Linked DNA regions of Rattus norvegicus: region 1 is linked to region 2. Evidence: chromatin contacts called from public Hi-C data. All regions are on one chromosome and are shown on one strand. The core of a region is the stretch at or near the end of the contact, and the rest is flanking DNA. Distances in the headings are between cores, read along the strand shown.

Region 1 (5,846 bases), core at 1,001-3,500, 110 kb after region 2:
AGCTACTTTTTCTAAGGCAAAAACTGCAAACTTTGCTTGAAAAAAAACCCGGGATTAGATTATTTCTGCTTTCTAGGGGGAATATTAAAAATGAGACCATACTATGATGACAAAAACGTAGATGACCACTTTAGACACCACTCGACTCAGTTCTAGCCACTCTGTGGTCATTCGTTCCTAACAGATTCTGTCCCAAGAGAAGCAGCTCACTGTCACACAGGACTGACAGACAAGCCTGCTTGCACTAACTCCCAAACCCTTTCCATAAATCACCAGAGCACACGGTGTCTTATTTACATCTAGTAGTGTGCTAACTTCATGAGCTCCACACAAAATCTCGGAATCACGTTCCAAAGGCAGAACCGTTTGGGTGACGTGATTGATTATGTGCATCTTCTCACTGCCAGTATCATAATCAGCTGAGGACTCTCAAGTTTTCAGCTTCTCCCCCTGGTGGCAGTATCTAGGCTGGTATCTATTTAAAAAACAAAAACATCCCCCCCTCCCCGCACAGTATCTTAAGGTTTACAGCCACTACATTCAAATATTGGTAGGCAATTTTTGGGATAGAGTAGATTTAAATGAAACAGAAGCAAATCTCGAAACTCTTCTAATAGAAGCACTCGCCTCCTATAGTTCTCTCTCTTTCTCTCTCTCTCTCTTTTTTTTCCCACAATGCAATTACACCCATTACATCATTGTAAATTACATGCTGGGGCTATCTCAGTAGGTATCTGCCAAATGTAAAACTTACAGACGGTCTTCAATGTAATAATGATGTTTTATCATTTTAATTACAAACTCTTTAAAAAACTCCCTAAAGTGTACCAATTGGGGTGGTCTAAATTAACAATATCTTGGTAGCCCAAGGGTAGCAAAAATAGATTGAACCACCAAATTTCATCATCCTCATAGCAGCTGTCTCCCTGCCTCTAGGAAGCTGAGTATTTAACAAAGCAGACACTTGGCACTGGTGTCTGATTAGCAGCCTGTGCATTGTCAGACAGAATGTGCTCGGCTCTTCTGTTCCCGGGTTGGATTGGAAGCCTGGAGAGCAGGGGAACTTTCTTCTGCAGTCTTCTCATAAGTAAATCAGCTCAGGGTCTTCCTCTGTTGCTACACCCGGAGAACTGACTAGGTGCTTTCTCAGTAACGTGCGTTATCAAATGCTAGACAATTCAAATAAAGGCTTGCAAGTCTATTACGAAGAGTGGAATATGCCAATTTAAAAATCACTGTGGTTGGGGCTGGGGATTTAGCTCAGTGGTAGAGCGCTTACCTAGGAAGCGCAAGGCCCTGGGTTCGGTCCCCAGCTCCGAAAAAAAAAAAAAAGAACCAAAAAAAAAAAAAAAAATCACTGTGGTTAAGCATAATACATATAAAATTATTTCTTGAAATAAAGTGCTTTGAATTATGTTGAACCTAAATATGAAAATATTGTTTGTGAGGGAGGAAGAATGGTCATTTTAGAGTATACAAATATAACATTATATTCCTAAAATATTAAAGTTTTTTTTTCCTGAACTCACATGAAGCATACTAGAAATAAAACACTGCCTTACAAGAATATCATTTTGCAGCAGGGTCCAAAACATTAAACATTATAAATTACCTTTTCGCCAGAAATTTCTTTGAAAATTTATTACAAATGATTGTGCTTATTGGCAGAGTTCAAAATCAGTAGAGTCCACGCAAACAATCTACTTCAACGCGAAGCACATTCTTTTACTCTATCAAATCCATCGGAGGTAATCAGACTGGATGTTTTATTCAACAGGGCTGAAGAAAATTGTCCTACAATAGGTTAATTCAAAATGGCAGCATAGAAAATGCATCTGTCAGTGGGGATCAAATTACAGGGCAAGCTCCTCTCAATGCTTAGAAAAACAAGTCTGCAGTTCTACAGATTATGTGCCTGTGTGTGTTTAAAGGGGTGGGAAAGGAGCTAAATATCTGAGCTAACCTCCAATTAAAGTCAATCATAAAAACAGCCAATTTAATGAGAGCGGGTTTCTTTGGGTAATTATAACACCAACCACTTTTTTCTCTTTAAATCTGTAATTCTGCCTTCTTCTTATTGCTTGCTTTGTCATTAATCGCCTCAGGACCTTGATTTCCTAGCAACAGACTGCCACCAAACATTTGGCTCCTGTTCAACATTTTCTTTGTGAAAAATGGCACTGCTGTTGCTGCCTGGGCTGCTGCAGCTAGACTGGCTGTGTAAGTGCTCTAATAATGTATTCCTCTGGAAAAAAAAAATCACATGATACAGGGTGCGATGACTGAGCTCCGGTAATTACTGAGCTGGGAAGTTTATCTACCATCTAAAAGCTGTGCAGGGGGAGGGGGGCTACAGGATTCAAAAACGCATTCCTTCCATTATTAATAATCTGAAGGTAAGGATTTATAAAGAAATATTCTATTTGGACGTATATAAATGTATTAAGGATCAGATACAAAAGGCCAATGTCCTTAAAATGTGGCTTGGTGATTTCTTTCTCTACAACATAGCCCCAGACACACAAAAGAATCACAGGACAGTCTGCTGCAATTTAAGAAAGCAAATTAACCTATGTATCTGTCAGCTGTGTCTTTCCTACTTCAGGCAAAATCATTTGTATATGTAAATATGCTATATGAGATGGTAAGAGGTTTTCATTCACAGCATGAACAGTGCATACTGAGAAAACAGAACATTCAAAATATTGTGTTTTGGTATATTGTACACTTAAGTAAATATTTAATAACCCATGGTCAGGGTAAAGATGCTAATCATTATTTGGGAAATGATTCAGTCGGGACGGAAGAAAATCAGGCCTTGTGATTAGAAACCCTGTGATAAGGTAACATAATGTGATTTTTTTTTAAACTGGGTAGATTTATTAAGATTTTTCATGTCTTAGAAACACTGCCACCCCCAGTAATGATAGTTATGGAAATTAACATGGCATGTCAGCTATGGTTCACTGAAGCCTGGCTTTAACTCTCAGAAATACGGCTTTATAAGACTGGCATGTTTCAGGACTGCTGTCAGGATATGATAATTTAATATACCCAAGAGAGCACTAAGTATTCTGAAAGCATCTGGGAAGCTAATAAGCCAGTGGACACTGATTCTCACCAGGGTGTGCACTGTGTAGCAAACTTACTACAAAGTGTCGCAGTTCAGCTCATCCGAGGGAGTGGGAAGGCTAGAGGGTGCTTTAAAACATCACAATCACTACCCTTGACAGATGAAATAAAATCAAACTGCAGAAGCTCTAGAGCAGAGCACTAATCATTAAAAAGCCACTGATTGTATCCAGAGAATAAAAACATATCCATGCTTTTAAAGGAGTAAATAATCAGACCTTTGATTTTAAAGACTCTGCTTACTGTTCATAATAACCAACACTGCTTCAATGGAGCCTGACCCAATCGTGTGTATTTTTATAAAAACTAAGTCTTGGTTGACTTAGGAAAGTAAACACACACACACACAAACGTCAGTTTGAGAAATAGAACTCCAAATTCAGAAAATATAATTACCACACAACCATATTAAAATATCTGAGGGATATAGTGGTGCTAGTTGCTGTTTACAGGTAAAACATTTTAAAGCCTATATTGAGTTTATCACCAATTTCATATTAAAGATACAGTAAACCTAGAGGCCATACAAAATGTGAGAAACATATCTGAGCGCTTCAACAAGGGCTGTAGGGTTTCTTAACTCTGTTATGTGTACATCACTCTGAAAAAGAGAACTAAAAACACTGCTGGGTGGGTAACTCCTTGACATTTAATTGCTAATTCTGACATACATTTAAAAATGGGCTGGAATTGTCCCAGAAGTAATTAAAGCAGAAGTTAATGCTTTAAAGCAAGAAGTCACTCACAGGCTTCTGCGCAGGCCGGGTGGAGTGTAATGTGGGAAGCAGGTGGTGTAGGAGAAGTGGAGTTACAGAGAAAACCAACGAGGGTGGGCCACACCGTCGGAGAAGCACTGGACAAGACAAGAGGAGCAGAAGGTGGAAGAGAAGCCGTCTGTCTTTCAGAAACCTTCAATGATTTAGAACTGTCTGCTATCTTTAGTGACGAGCAGAGGAGCAGTATTATGAAAGGGAGATCATAAGTAAGTTTTGCAAGTCTAGAGCTTTAGGGATCTGTAAGCAAGGAGGCCAAACACTGAAACACCACAGGGAACTCACGAGCCTGGACTCAGAAGATCCATCTATACAGATGCGAAACCCACGCTGTTCTGAGCATGACTGATGGGTACAGAAATACATGTAAAGACATGTCTTCCAGGGTAAGGACTGGAAGGAAGAGGGCTGCTCACTTTGCTTCATTCTACTTCCCTTCCCCCAAATAAAACAAAAACAAACAAAAAACCAAAAATCCCCCACAGACCCCCATTTATCACATTTTTACACAAATCAGATAAAATACTGGCATTTTAAGAACCTACTCTAAAACATGCTTGTACTGAAGAAATTAATTAGAATAAAAGTCAAAGGATCTTGAAGACCTGCAATAGAAAAACGGGCAAGAACAGAGGACCGGAACACACGTGTCACTCCCATTATATTGGCCAACAGACAAAGAAGAGCATTCTAGTCTGACTAGAGGCAACGGGGGGTTTCTGCAGTGTGGCCCTCGGGTGCTGTAATGAGAGAAGCGAGTGAGCAGAAGACGAAATCCAGGGGTGCTGCTAATGGACGCTAGACTGTATTTCAGTGACGATATAAATGTCCTCCAATTGGATTATGGTGATGGCTGCAGAATTCTATAACTACGGGAGCATCCATTGAACTGTGTGCATGAAATGGTGGACGCAATGACACAGAGATACCGAAATAAAGCTGTTAAAATTGATTCAATCCCATTTGTCTGGTGGGCAGAGACAACACAAGTTATTGATTAAATCATACTGAACTATAAAAATGTTATAATATGATCAGTAAACATGGTGGGATACAGCCTGCCGATATTCGGGGGCTATTTTTTTTTTGTTCAATTTATATACCTCTTCAAAGACAAACAAATACTCCATAAAATATACACTATCGCCATAATGTTTATATATTTTCTCTCTCGTTCATATTTATTATAGTCAGTGAAATTAATTTTCTCACGCTATTATTGCTTGCTGCTCTGGAACCCTGAAAGGAAGCAGAAGCAGAAACACCTGAGCGCATGATTTACTAATTAACTTTCGGTGCTACGTGAGCACACATGCTTGTTTTCTTACAAATGAGACCAGGATGAGCACGATTTCCAATCTCACATGAAATTCTAAACTCTCATTACATTGCAATAAGCCCACAAACCCAAAGCATCCAACCTACTAAATCTATGCTTTTACAACCAAGACCACCTTATTTCTTTTAAATAGGTAAAAAGATTATTCTGTTAATTGAATATTGGCATTGATATTAGCAAAGATTTCCTTTCCTTTGTGGTAGCATGAACATTTTATCCAACTTGAAAAGCTGCATCTATTAAAGCGATCACCAGGTATCTCTCTGGGAAAACTACACAGACGGGATTCAGAAGGCTGGGAGGTCGGAGCTGTAGCCCAGTTGGTAGAGATTTCCATTGCATTCATGAAGCCTTTGCCTTGGTTCCCAGCCTGGTCATGGTGGTATAAACTTACAGTCCCAGCAGATGGGAGGTAGAGGCGGGAGGATCCAAAGTTCAAGGCCATTCTCAGGGCGAAAAAGAATTCAACTTGCTGAAAATTTTCTCAAGAAACAATGACAATTAAAGAATGATAGCTCAATCTAGTGGTATATGCCAATAATCCCAGCATTGGAGATGCTGAGACAGGAGAATGGCTGCAAGACTGAGGTGAGCCTGGGCTG
Region 2 (5,423 bases), core at 2,163-4,662:
TTCTCCAGTGCTCTCCTAAGCTGCTGCTTCTTGCTAAAAAAATGCCCAATTCATTTTAAAGATTAAAGATGCTTACAAAAATAAAAGATTATCTAGAATTTGCAGAGAAACCCACCAGGACATCATAAACAATGCCGCAGAGGGTCTTTCCTGATGAATAAACACAGGTTATTTTTAGAGGTGTTGGGCTGGCCTTGTCGGCGGTCACATCACCGATGGCAACGCTCTGTGGTTTTGGGAAAGAATTGGAATTAATGACAGAAAATAAGAGAGGGCAGGGGTGCTGGTAGGAAGGAAGGATGTTTGCCATTCCTTTCCTTCAATCACCCCACTTGTCTTGTTTTCTTTCTTTCTTTCTTTCTTTCTTTCTTTCTTTCTTTCTTTCTTTCTTTCTTCCTTCCTTCCTTCCTTCCTTCCTTCCTTCCTTTCTTTCTTTCTTTCTTTCTTTCTTTCTTTTCAAGGTGTTCCAATATTAAAGTAGGAGAGAGGAAATACAAATGTTTGTCTGGTTTGTTACACTAGACTTGGGGACACTGGGCCATTTTCATAGACAGAAAATTGCTAAGATAAAGTGATTTAGTCTTGTTTTACTCAAGAGCACCACACTCTAACCTATGCTTTCATATTTTTCTCTAATGAAGTAAGACAACATTAATGACATTATAAAAACCACTGGATTTCTCAGCATTCCACACATTGCTTATATTTTTATTAATAACGCTGACTTGAGGCAACTCTGCTCATGGCTCGTAGATATCCTGCACTGCTGCTGATGCTTCTGGGGACCCGTAGAGGGGTGTACGTGCTTCCTGAATCTAACAGCACTGTTGGCATCACTGGTGGAGCTGGGTTCGTGCGTCAGACGGTAACGGGGCGGGTGACTACGGTGATTACTTTGCTTCCATGCTCTAATCCATTATGGCAGATATGACAAAAAGGGAAACCATTTTTTTTTTTTTTTGGGTTCTTTTTTTCGGAGCTGGGGACCGAACCCAGGGCCTTGCGCTTCCTAGGTAAGCGCTCTACCACTGAGCTAAATCCCCAGCCCCGGGAAACAATTTTTAAATCAGTAAATAGGAACTAATGAAAGGTTAATATAGTGCTGCTTAGCAGGAAATAGAGAGTGCAATTTGTCGCTAAGACTGAACGTAAACCAGGTACACTTAGAGCAAAGAGCTCAAGAAGAAATAAGGTCCTGAACAGGCTGACTAACCCCGAAACATCACGGGAGCACTATGAAACTGAGATTTTTACTATATGCACATCATATGCCTGCCTGCAAAACCAGGCGTGAAACCAAATACTTTCTTTAATGATAATACAGCTAACTGACAGTTACAAATTTATATTCTAAAACTTCTTATCTATGAAACATTTGAATTTGTAATAGTTGAGCATATTGGTTTTTAGTTAAGGGGACCTTAGCATCGTTAAAACTTTATGATTTGAGATAGGGTCTTACAAGGTATCCCTGGCTGGCTTTGAACTCACAGATGTCTGCCTGCCTCTGCCTCTAGAGTACATGAATTACAGGAATGTGCACAGTCATGCCTGGGGGCTAAAACTTTAAAAATGACTGAAAGCATTTACATATATTCTCACAATCAAAACACTTGTTTTAGATCTCTCTCTCTCTCTCTCTCTCTCTCTCTGCATACATGAATGCTAACATAGCCTCACATTAAAAAAATTACATTAATTTAGTGTATGTGTTCATGTATATCTCAAAGCTCTAGTGTGGAGGTCAAAGGTCATGGCACTTTTGTCTGCCCAGGCATCTGGTGGCCCCACATTTCATTTGTGAACACTCTCCTGACTCTGTCTGGTCTTCTCCAGCATTTGTCAGTTTGGGAAATTAAATGAGACAAGCAACTTTGGAAATCATTTCTACACTGCTCACTTCTACAATGACTCAAATGTGGTAACACAATGGAAGCAAACGTCTAAGAAGTTAATGGCTGTGTCATTCCCACGTAGCAGACAATTGAGGGCATTCTTGGAGACATGCTCATGGTCTTCCTCTATGATGAGGAGGAGCTGTCTCTCTGGTTTATATGGTCACCATACATGTATATTATTTTGTTTCTTAATGATGAATCTGCTTTTTTAAAAATATATTTATTATATATGAATATGAGTACACTGTAGCTCTTCAGACACACCAGAAGAGGGCATCAGATCCCATTACAGATGGTTGTGAGCCACCATGTGGTTGCTGAGGTTTGAACTCAGGACCTCTGGAAGAGCAGTCAGCGCTCTTAACCACTGAGCCATCTCTCCAGCCCTGAATCTGCTTTTAATACAGTTTATTAATAGTCGTACCACAAATCCACATTTCTTTAGAGTGTTTAAAGCTTACTTAGTATTGTTCAATCAACACACGGTTTCTATACATGTTAGACAATACTGAGTATTCAAATGAGGGTAGAGTTCTTAAATCTTAATTACACTTCTAAAGTTACATGAGTGGGGTGGCTCAGCTGGTAAGGGTGCTGGCTGCCAAACTAGAGGACCTGAGTTCAGTACCCACACCCACAAGGTGGAAGGACAGAACTGATTCCAGGAAGTTCTCCTCTGAACTTCATACATATGCTGTGGCAGGCAAGTGCTCTCCTACCAAATAAATAATATAATTTAAAAAAGTTACTCTAGGGGTTGGGGACTTAGCTCAGTGGTAGAGCGCTTGCCTAGGAAGCGCAAGGCCCTGGGTTCGGTCCCCAGCTCCGAAAAAAAGAGCCAAAAAAAAAAAAAAGTTACTCTAGTCATATAATACTACAAGTTGATGTATAAATCAGAGCATTTGACATTGTTCTGCCTCACTATCGCAGCCGTCAAAGACTTGGTTAATTGTCTGTCAGTTGACCTGGGTTCAGACTGAAGCTAGTGTTTCCTGACAGTCAACTGAAGACAGTGTTATGCAGACAGAAACGTGGTCCTCACTGTGTCTCGATTTTGCCAACAACAAACCACATGGAGTTTCGAATCTTGACAAGATCATCCTTCTATTAGGTAAACAGAACCGAGACCAGAAAACTAAGGCTAATTATCAGTATTTTCCTTACAAAAAAATTATCCCATGTTATTTTTAAAAAGATGAAAAGGAGACAAGACTCAAATAAGACGTTCATAAGCAGGACTGAAATTAATCAGCCCCTAACAACTGGTAAGTACGACCTTAGGAAATGAGTTTGCATAATGCTAATCTACGTGGGATAGGGCTGAGCTTATTCAAGTGACACTATGGCTCACTCTTCCTCTTGCCCCACCACTGCTTCGGCACCGAGGTCTTATGAAATGTGATGCCAGCTAATGAGCTAGCTTTTTAACTGAGCAAACTGACAGGGCCCCATATCTGCAGAGGCAGCTTGAAACTGTGCCCAACCTCTTGGCTTCCCAAGAGGCTTTTCAAAATTCAATAAGTAACATCTGTAGGCAATGTTGGGTGCAGACCTAGCAGAGTGCGTCATAACACTGTGCTGGCAGAACAAAGAAACCATGACGACTGCCAAGTTTCCATGGCAACTGCAGCGAGGCTTGAGAGTATAATAGCACATCAATCACTGTCCAAAAGAACTTCATTATCAGCTAGAAAAAACCTTTAGGATCTGTTTAGTGTGCAATTGTGGGTTAACTCACCTCAAAGCCTTGCTCTCTAGCAAAAGTGGCAGCCTCCTGGAAACAAAAAAAAAAAAAAAAAGGACAGTTAATTATAAAGTGCCAGATAATGAAGAAATAATTCATTTTGAAACTTGGCCTTCTTTTTTACACAATTATCTCAATATCCTCACATAGATTAATTTTTATATTTACCCTAGAAGCATTTCCTTTTTGTCTTGGCATGAAAAACAATGGGCCGCGTGGTGTCAACACACTTCGCCAGCCAGAACAGGGGGGAAGCGGCGTGTGTTTGCACAGCGGCTGCCAATGCGTTCAGGTGTGCTGACTTCAGTCAGGAAGCAACGACACTCACTTGAAACCCGAGGACCATGCCGGTGGCTCCATTTGTAATTAACGAAGTTCCTCTCAGAAAGCCCTTCTGAGACAGGAGCGCCTCCTCATCCATGTATAGATGCGGAAAACAATTATTTCCCAACCCCATGTGAAATTTATAGAGACAGGGGTCACCGGTGGTTCTTAAGAGTCACTGGGTGAGAGGATGGCAGGGAACCAGCTCTTCCCGTGGATTGCACGCTGGTCACGGGGAGCAGAGTGTAACTTCATAATGGAGGGGGGTCAAGCTGTCACCATGTGACAGTGATCAATCCTGTCTGTTAGCCTCCCTCATGGTGGGACCACCAAACATTCTGTGCCTGTCATGATGGAAAATGGAGTTCACTGTACCAACCGGCAGGTATTCTGGCCAAAACATCTTCACACCAATTCACCAAAACTTTAGTCCAACAACTTGATGTATGAGGGAAGAGAGAAACGAATCAGACAGTGAACAAATCCGTAAGATGACACATATTTACGGGGCAAGTATTGTTCCTTAATTAAAGGGAGGGGACATGAACAAAACCAGCATACAGCTGCATCTTATTTTAAACCAACCCGCTGTGAAAGGCGTTTGAACAGAGGTGAATAGAAGATCAGAAGATAGGAGGAATTATTAGTTTGATATTAGGAATGATCAGTATGATAAGGAAAATGTCTTTACCTTTCAGAGTTGTGTCCAGAATTATTTAAGGATAAAATGTCACACATAGAATTTGTAACTTGGAATACTTTGGGGGAACAAAAGGGAGCAAATTTGACAAAATACTGACGACTGTGAAACCTAGGTATATGATAATCGGGGTGAGTACATCCACTCTGTGTACCTCTCACCCCCACCCTCATGGGGGGGTCTTGCTATTTAGCCCTGGCTGGTCAGAAAATGTTACGCAGGCAAGACTCGCCACAAACTTGTATAGATCCACCTGCTTCTGCCTCCCAAGTGCTGAGATTAAAGGTTTGGGGAGGGGTTGGGAATTTAGCTCAGTGGTAGAGCGCTTGCCTAGGAAGCGCAAGGCCCTGGGTTCGGTCCCCAGCTCCGAAAAAAAAAAAAAAAAAAGGTTTGGGGCACCACACCTGGCTTTGGTCTAAGAGGAAAAGGTTACAAAAGTTAATACTTAAAAGAATGTTTAAGAATTTTAATACCCAATGTTCTTCTAGCCTTTATATAAATGAGCGCAACTTAATGAATATTATGACATACTCTAATGCTTTTCTAACAGGCTTCTGAAAGACAAAAACAAAACAAACCACCCCTGAACCAAAAAAACACCCGCAATCTATGGAAGTAAATCTTTACGCTTTTACTGTTTAGCTTGTGCATTCGTTTTAATTTTAGGACTGATAGAAAATGGAGGCAACGCTACTTTTCATTTCTACTTTCCTCTTGAAAGTGAAAAAAAAAAAAAAAAAAAAAACTCCAGACAACT

What was found. A called contact is a pair of places that touch in the nucleus more often than the background predicts.
Region 1: a contact with region 2 is called in a Hi-C map of Schwann cells, with 2.2 times the contacts expected there. The contact joins two enhancer-like sites. A contact is called at or near these places in 2 of 12 Hi-C or Micro-C datasets (Schwann cells and frontal cortex).

The regions. Positions count from the first base shown.
Region 1 is chr15:3,096,956-3,102,801 of GRCr8, forward strand. The region is part of intron 6 of Adk (adenosine kinase); the gene reads right to left. Among named protein-coding and RNA genes, the nearest start is that of Trnad-auc2, 160 kb to the left of the region's middle. Within about 2 kb of position 2,251, at least 13 of the 93 cell types and tissues checked have an H3K27ac peak or open chromatin away from gene starts, as enhancers often do. A contact at or near this core is called in Schwann cells, where this site is marked.
Region 2 is chr15:2,984,514-2,989,936 of GRCr8, forward strand. It overlaps Adk (adenosine kinase), which reads right to left. Exons shown (of 11, transcript NM_012895.3): 8 at 3,637-3,672. Among named protein-coding and RNA genes, the nearest start is that of Trnad-auc2, 45 kb to the left of the region's middle. Within about 2 kb of position 3,413, at least 49 of the 93 cell types and tissues checked have an H3K27ac peak or open chromatin away from gene starts, as enhancers often do. A contact at or near this core is called in Schwann cells, where this site is marked.